2 separate regions of the Mus musculus genome follow, and region 2 is linked to region 1. A link is a contact called in public promoter capture Hi-C data. All regions are on one chromosome and are shown on one strand. Each heading gives the region's core, a stretch centred on a gene start, on an enhancer-like site or on the middle of the called end of the contact. The rest is flanking DNA. Distances are from core to core; before and after follow the strand shown.

Region 1 (3,933 bases), core at 36-2,535:
CTCGGGGCTGGCCTTCGCGAACAATGGGCAGGCGGCAGCGGAGGCCGCCCCTCAGACAGCTGGCTTTCAGCCGGGCTTGCCGGGTCTGCTAACTGGAAAGTGAGGCGTGCAGAGGCGAGCGGGAGACCCGGGGCAGAAGCAGAGAGGAGCGGCCGGGGACGGCGAGGCGAGCCCGCTGGCTGCAGCGTCCCTGACCCGCGCCGCTCCGGCCCAAGCCTCCGCCACTGACAGCTACACCGCCGCAGCCGGCGAGTTGGAGCAAAGCGGGATCACCGAGCCTGGGGATGGACCGGGAAGAGGGGTGGAATCCAGGTATCCCGGGTGCCCCGGTCCGGCAGCTCTTAACTTTGGAGGGGTCCGGAGATTCATTTCCGAAAAAGGGAGAAATACTACACCGACCATCAGGAAAGCCACTGCACCATGCTCACTCGCCACTGGGGTTCAGTGCCCTCGCCCGGCAACATCTGTACCAGTCTAGGGTTTGTGAGGTTAAATAGTATCCCCCCCCCCTCGCCCCCATCAAATCTGAGGTTGGCAGACTTCGGAGATGCAGCCCATGAGTTGGCCTCGGTTTTGCACCTGGAGGGGGAGCTGAGGCGTCCCAGGGACCCAGCAGAAACTGACAAGCGCGCCCCTGTCCCCCCCCCCCCCCCCCGCAGCCTACACAACAGCCCGAAGGGAGCGGACGGAATAAAGAGCTCGGTCTCCCCGGCCTCCGAGTCCGAAAATACCTTCATCTCCTCGTTGATCTCCCTCTTCACAGGGTGAGCGGGTTTCCGGCTTCTTTTATTTTCCGGAGGTCTCCCTTCTTTCTCCATTTCTGCCATGTTTTTGTGTCTGGTTTCTGTGGAGATGAAATGGCTGCTGCCGCCGCCGGCGGTGGTGGTGGTGGCGGTGGCGGTGGCGGAGGTGGAGGTGGTGCTGATGGTGGCAACGCTGGCGGAGGTAGCGGTGCTAGCGGGTCCGGGGCTGGGGGTGGGGGTGGAACAGGCGAGGGAGGAGCGGGGTCTCTTCTAGCGGCGGAGACCGTCAGTGGCCGTCACGGGGAAGGGTAGCCCGGGGAGTCTCGGGGATGCCGCCGCCGCCGCTCCTACCGTCGCCGCCGCCGCTCCTGCTGCCGCCGCTGCCGGTGCCGCCGCCGCCGCTCCCGCTCCCGCCGCCGCCGGGCTGCATCCTCGGGGCCCGAAGGAGTCGTCAGCCATCTTCCTGAGCTCTGTCTGTCCGCATGGGCGAGAGGAGCGCCGGCCACGGCGGAGACAGCTGCTCTGGGCGTGCGTGCGTGGATCTGTGTGTGCGCCCGGGAGAGCGCGCCAGCCCCGGCGCCCAGCGCCTCCCGCGAGCCGAGCCGCGGGCGGAGGGAGGGACTGAGCGGGGAGGGGTCCGAGGGAGGGGAGGCTGGGGGTGGGGGGGACAAGGCCAGCCCCCCGCTCGCGAGCGGGCGTGGCTTCCCGGTCGTTGTAGACGCGGATGCTGCGCGGCTCCGGGGGCTGCTGGCGGCCGCCTGCTCCTGGGCGGCGGGCACCGGCCCTACTCGGAGCCGCCACCTCCCCGCGACGACCCCTCCTGCTCCCGAGCTCCGTGACGTGGGCTCCGGTGGGCTCAGAGTTGGCTTCTGAGGATGACCTAGAGGCCGCTGAGGCAAAACATAGCGGGGTGAAGGGTGGAGGTGGAGCGCTGAAAGGGCGCAGGGACCTGAAGGCAGAGCGAGAACTCGGCTCCGGGGTTGCAGCGCCCGGGAGCGGAGGGAAACACAGACCGGACCCACCGCTCAGGCACCAGTGTCCTGCTCCGAAGACTACGGCAGGCTGTGTGGAGGCTGAATGTCGCTTAGAGGGGTCTCCAGCACAGCGCGCCGTCAGACTGTTTGCCAGGAAGCTTTTGCCTTCCTGAGAAGGACTTCGAAGTAGGACAACTCAGCCTCCAGCTCCCTGATTTTCTTTCTCTTTCTGTCTCCCTTCCCCCTCTGCCCCAAACGCAAGCTTATGCTCTGTTACAAAGTAGCATCTTTACCCGGTGACCCGGCTTGCACCCTCACCGTGCCCTGTGCTTAATGGGAAGGGTTGGGCTTAGTGGGTACTGTTGTGCGCTCAGGATCCCTCCCCCCAGAAGCCCCACGCCCTCGCCACGCACGACAGGACCCTCTCCTCTCCATCAGGTTCCACACTCTTCCACCAGACTCGCATCTGCTGGTTCCAAAGCCCAGCTCATCCTCCATGCGCTCACGTGTTTCCTCTTGGGCCGCCTCTGTCCACGCCCTGGACCAAGGTCGGCTGCGCCTGTCCCTGTCTTTTGGGTTGAGGTATCAGCGTGAACCGTTTGATGAGGCTCCAGAGACAACACACAGCTCTGAAAATCTCCTACACACACTGCAAAGGAACGACACCTAGACGTTCCCAGTTCAGCTTTCCCGCGCCGCTCCACTTTGTAATTACCTGACACAATGTGATATGGGGGTGTCCATTGTTCCCCGGCTTGTTATTACGGAGTGTTCATTATGACAGTGGTGGAATTTAAAATTACACATTTTTAAGTCCTTAAGAGATAGAATGAATTCGGTGTGGGGGTATGAGTAAGCTTTTCATTAAAATCTCAGTTCGGCCTATCAAGTGGGGTTCATTCTGAGTGTTGCCTTGCCTAATTTGCATTTTAGCATGGTTTTGTCTCTTTAAGCATAGAATTACAGATATCTGGGAGCGTACTCTGCAGGGCTGAACAACCCTATGAGGCCTGTTTTTGCATTTTAGCATAATGTGTTTCGTACAAATATTTGGGAGGGTACCCTGGAAAGCATCTTCTCTTTCGTGTGCTGGGGGTGCGAGGGAAAGTACCTGTGTACCCGAAGCCATGCAGAAGGCCTGTGGGAACTTCTAAAAGCCAGCTTTTGCCTTTTAGGGGTCATAGTGAAAAGCCAGGGGGTCGTGTCAAGGATTTAAGAAAAGGGGTAGATGAAAACCAAGGAGATGTGCATCCAGCTTCAGAGCCCCAAGTCCTCTGGCTGGGTCATATGTATTTGCAGAAGACGTTGGTAAACCTCCAGCGACCCAGTAGTTAAGGAGGCTGAGAGAAGCCCGGACTCCTCCCCATCACTAAGGAATGTGATCCTTATATATGGTTACACCATTCATAGTATGTATGGTTACACTATATATAGAGGGTGTCTCCATCATCCTATTGTTGGTAGGCTTGTTTTTTTCTGTTCTGTCCTCTTGGTGTTTAGCTAAAAAAAAAAAAAAAAAAAAAAAAAAAAAGTGGTAGGAAAACTTTTTCCCCCTTACTTTGTAAAACTACAGACTCATGTTGTAAAATAAACTATGCAATAAGAAGCCTTTGTCTCTTGGAAACATTTACATCTTCTCTGTTTCCTTTGGGGCCAGAGCTGTCACAATTGACTCACTGTTGTTCAGCTGATATCAAGTAACAAGTTGTATACCCCCCTGTCTTAGATACAGTTTCACAAGTTAAGAAACAAATAAACAGAAAAGGTAAACTATAGCACAGATTTATATTTAGAAACAGCTGCACTTCTTTCAAAGGGAGTAACTTTAAAGAAACAGCCCAGGAGTCTAATGAAAATAGTGACATTGATCAGCCACCTGTGCCTTCCTGCCCTCTACAAGACTGAGGTAAAACGATTGGACCAGAACCCATGAAGTAGATCTTTACTGACATTGGAAACTCAGAAAGTATATCTGAGAAAAAAACGTTAACCTGACCTGAACTTTGGAATTGCAATTGCTACATGTTCTTGAATCTGTGCTTTCCCAAATGTACCATAGAAGGCAGCTAGTTACACCAAGAGTTGATGCTTTATGCACTTAGAATCTTGAGTCAGATCATGGTCCCTGGATACTTTGTAAACGTGTAACTCTGGGTAGAAACAATAACATAAATATGTTTTTGAAGACTCCTTCCTTCCTCCACCCGACACACAAT
Region 2 (4,218 bases), core at 897-3,396, 730 kb after region 1:
TATGTTAACATAATATCTATATATCACTGAAATGGTGCCAGCTGAAAAAGAAAAGACTCTCAAATGGAGACACAAAAGGGAGAGGGAAGCGGTAGGCAGGATAGGTACTCAATACTAAGGTACCAGGATCTACCCAGAGACCCCATTAAGCCATACACTCTAGGCTTTAATCACACAGATCTTTCTAATTGAGTCTAGTGTGGTAACCAGCTGAAGGTTAACTAAGGCCCCAGGTGATTCTGAGTGGGTGAGCAGACTGTTGTAAAGCTTGAAGAGAGTTTGGCCCCAAACAAAGGCAGGCGAGCCATATTGAAGCAAGACTAAGACTTAAGGTGGGACGGTATCTCAAGAGAACAGACTAGAGGGCTTAGTGAGTTGATGGACAGGGAGAGTGAAGGGCAGTGTACAGACCCACGGGTAACGGTGTGCTTCCCGGTTTTGTTCTGGCTTGGGCAATGACACCTCTGCTTTGTTTAGAGTGTTCTGGGCATTTGGAAGAGCCCTCCAGAAGGCCCTCACAGATACGAGCCTGGGCAGGGCTTCTGAAGCTTTTTCTACTCACAATCCTTTTGTGCTAGACAAGCTTTGCAAAGCACAGGTATACTGAGATACAAAGTAGGTATACAAGGCATTAATTGCTAAATCATAAAGGATTTGATTTTAGAACCATTCTATGGAGTCTAGAGTAGTGCCTCAGCAGCTAAGAGCACTGGCTGCTCTTCCACAGGCCCTGAGTTCAAATCCCAGCACCCATAAGGCAGCTCTCAACCACTTAAGACTGTAGTGACATGGGATCTGATACACTCTTCTGGTGTGCAGACATACATGCAGTCAAAAGACCCATATACAATAGATAAATAAATAAATAAATATAGATATTTACAAAATTATTTGGTGTACATAATTCTACTATTAAAGATGAAAGTAAACCTGCATACCAATAAATGCATAGACTTGCTTATTTTTAAATAAAGAATTAAATCCTGGCTGTAGGTTTCCTCAACGTTTTTCATTTTTTTTCAGTTTACCAATATTTTGATTTGATATATCAGTGCTGAGAACACCACTTTGCATAAATATGTTGTACAAAATTGTAGGAGCATGTTTAGCGCCATATTGGGAAAAAGCTGAATAATCTCACATCAAAACTTATTTAGTGATTTTTGAATGAGACTCAAGTCAATAACTCAGCCATTTTTAGAATCAAGCACCTTAAAGCAACAAATCCCAAAGATGCACGCATTTCACACTTAGGGTATGACAAGCTGAAAAACGATTTAGTAAAATATTAAAAGGTTTTGCTTTCTGAAATTAAATAATTATGTTTCTACAAGTTTAGAAAAGTTGCTCATATGTTAAATCTTAATAAACAATACTCTCGATTCTGAGTTGAGATGTTTCCGGCAGCATTTGCTGGGCAGTGCACACATACCCTGCTGCAGAGAGTCGTGAGGAAGCACCGCTGGGTGCGGTCAGAAACACCTTGAACTCACAACTCACAGTTTGATTTTTGAATTAACTTTGCCCACTGTCTCAGGAACACTCCTCCTTCCCTTTCAAAACTGCTGTCACATTTTCTCCTACATTTGTGGTTGCGACCTACAGCTTAAGTAGATGTTCAAACACGATGTGGTAGAAATCCTAGTTTTTTTTTGTTTTTTTTTTTAAGCCACCAATTTTTTTGTTTGTTTCAAATGTGCATGCTACAAAACCGCCCCGTCCCTAAGCGAGCACAGCAGCGACGGGACTGAGATGGCTTGTCTGAGAAACCTCTCCCTAATCGCGCGGGTTGACTGTCGTTCCACTCCACGGCTCAGGGGTTCAAACTTTTTGACGTTCTGACTCTAGGGGATTGACTCAGCGTGTACGGTAAGAGCTTAGGTTCGAATCCCACTTCCCACTCAGGAATGTAGGCGGTCGGGGGGGGGGGGCGTGCCGTGCGGCGTGACCCGGGGCGACCTTGAACTTCCGAGTCCTCCAGTGTCTCAGCCCTCCCTGGTCCCCTCCTGGCCATGTCCACTCACTTCTCGGAGAGTCCGGCCCAGCATAGCCCTCGGAGTCAGCCGGTAGCACCGGGTCCCGGAACAGAGGAAGGAGTCAATCTCTGCCACCGGCGTTACATGGGCGCAGACATCTTGGCTCCTCTTTAACAACGAGCGCCTGGATTGGTCGAGTTCCGGGCGGCGGAAATGATCTCTGCACACGATTGGCTCGCGCGCCGGCGACCGGAGGCGCGCGGACAGGCAAGGAGACCGCGGCCGGGGTCGTGTCAGGAATCCGCCTGACCTAGGAATTGCTAGCCTTGTTTGCTTGTCCCTCTGAGGACTCCCTGCTTGCTTGCTTTTTTTTCCTTAAGGGGAAGGAGAGCGTAAGGAAGGAATGGCCAGTGTACTGACTGGACGCCAACTGGGACATTTCTGACGTGGGGAGCACAGTAGCAATTCTATTTTAATTCCGTCGCGGCTTTAGGTTGAGTTTGCTTCTGAAAGCTCCCCCTCGCTTAATTGACCTGTGGGTTTGGCAGATTTTGGCTGAATTGAAATGTGTTAGTTTGACCTGCTTCAGGTCCTTTCTCTCCACCGTCGCACCCCCCACCCCCGCTCCTCCTTTCTTTTTTCTTTTTCTTTTTTTCTTTTCTTTTTTTCGAGGAAACGTTCTCCATCCCTGCTCAGGATGGGCGTTTTGAAGACCTGTGTACTTAGAAGAAGTGCTTGTGCCGCCGCCTGCTTCTGGAGAAGGACAGTTATCCCAAAGCCACCATTTAGAGGCATTAGTACTACGTCTGCGAGGAGCACTGTCATGCCCGCTTGGGTGATAGATAAATATGGAAAGAATGAAGTCCTTCGATTCACCCAGAACATGATGTTACCTATCATACACTATCCAAATGAAGTCATTATCAAAGTCCACGCTGCCAGTGTAAATCCTATAGATGTTAATATGAGAAGTAAGTTGTCCGGGTTTGTTTGGTTTTAAATCAAAATTCACTGGGCACACAGGTGTTTTGTTGTTTTTCTTTTGAAACAAGGGGTCGTTGTCTAGCCCAGGCTGGCCTCCAATTCATTGTATACCACTGACTAGTCTCCACTCTGCCGCCCTCCTGCTCTGCCTCTCCAGGCCTGGGATTTAGCAGGTGTAGACCACACCTAGTTAATAGACTACATTTAGGTTGGCGTGAGGGAGTCATTTAGGTTTCTTATTACATGTATTTATTTTGTGTTTGGGTGTGTGGAACAGGGCCCAAGTGGAGGTCAAAGGACATCTTGTGGGAGTGAGTTTCTTCCTTCTACCAGGTAGGCTCCGGGCATTAAACTGACCACCAGGCTTGGTAGCAAGCACCACTATAGGCAGAGCCATCTGGTTTCTGATACTATCCCTGCAAATATTTACGACGTTTTGTTGTCACAACTGCTAAGGTATACTTTAATCTTTTATTAAATGTGTTTGTTTCCTTTCACATATGAGTTGGGACCGAGAAGTGATATCTACAGTTAATTTGCTCTGTGGTAATTTTAGGGTCCAGCACAGGCTCCAGAGTTTGGCTATGTTTCCCCATCAGTTCAGAGTCTGGGTCTATGTAATTCCTGTATCCTTCTTGCTGTCCCACGGTTCACAGCTTCTGTTATAGGCCCAGTGTACCAAGCAACAGAGCAGAACTCCTGATAGGGGCACAGCATCCTCGTCATTTCTCATATCCCCATTCCCCACTCCCCACCTCCAGCTTAAATGTGTTTTCTTGTTATACACCCGCTGAAGCTGGGATAATGTTATCCTAATTTCTCTTGCTGGGTCATATTGAACAGCTTGGGGAGAGCATTCCTTAAATGTATTCTTATATTCTATACTGTGGTTCTATTATAGTGGTGAACAAATTGATTTGTATTTATAAATTACTTTAATTCTGGAAAAAACTGGCAAAAATATTGTCAGTCTCGCTTATGGGAACTCACGTGTGTCTTCTGAAGATGAATATGTTCTGAGATGACCAATTCACAGGAAGTTAACTACCTAGTGGTTAAGGAAGCTGCCATGTTTAACCCTGGGTCAGTGTTCTGAAGGGCTTGTGTGGGGGCCTACAGTGGCCTTCAGTGCCTCAGCAGGAGTGCTCATGTATGACTTAGTGTAGGGCAGTGATTGATATAGCACAGGATTTAATTCCAAAGAGGTTTCTGGGATAGAAGAACTGTGTATGTCAGTGAGATGGCCCAGTGGGGAAAG

What was found. Promoter capture Hi-C pulls out the DNA fragments that hold promoters and counts their contacts.
Region 2: a promoter capture Hi-C map of liver shows a contact between it and region 1, with 3 times the contacts expected there. The contact joins the promoter of Qrsl1 here to the promoter of Sobp in region 1.

The regions. Positions count from the first base shown.
Region 1 is chr10:43,173,245-43,177,177 of GRCm38.p6, forward strand. Sobp (sine oculis binding protein) reads right to left here and starts at 1,286. Exons shown (of 7, transcript NM_175407.3): 1 at 732-1,286. The coding sequence starts at 827. 9030612E09Rik (RIKEN cDNA 9030612E09 gene) reads left to right here and starts at 1,455. Exons shown (of 1, transcript NR_102361.1): 1 at 1,455-3,321.
Region 2 is chr10:43,899,590-43,903,807 of GRCm38.p6, forward strand. Qrsl1 (glutaminyl-tRNA synthase (glutamine-hydrolyzing)-like 1) reads right to left here and starts at 2,147. Exons shown (of 11, transcript NM_001081054.2): 1 at 2,025-2,147. The coding sequence starts at 2,048. Rtn4ip1 (reticulon 4 interacting protein 1) reads left to right here and starts at 2,218. Exons shown (of 9, transcript NM_130892.5): 1 at 2,218-2,947. The coding sequence starts at 2,674.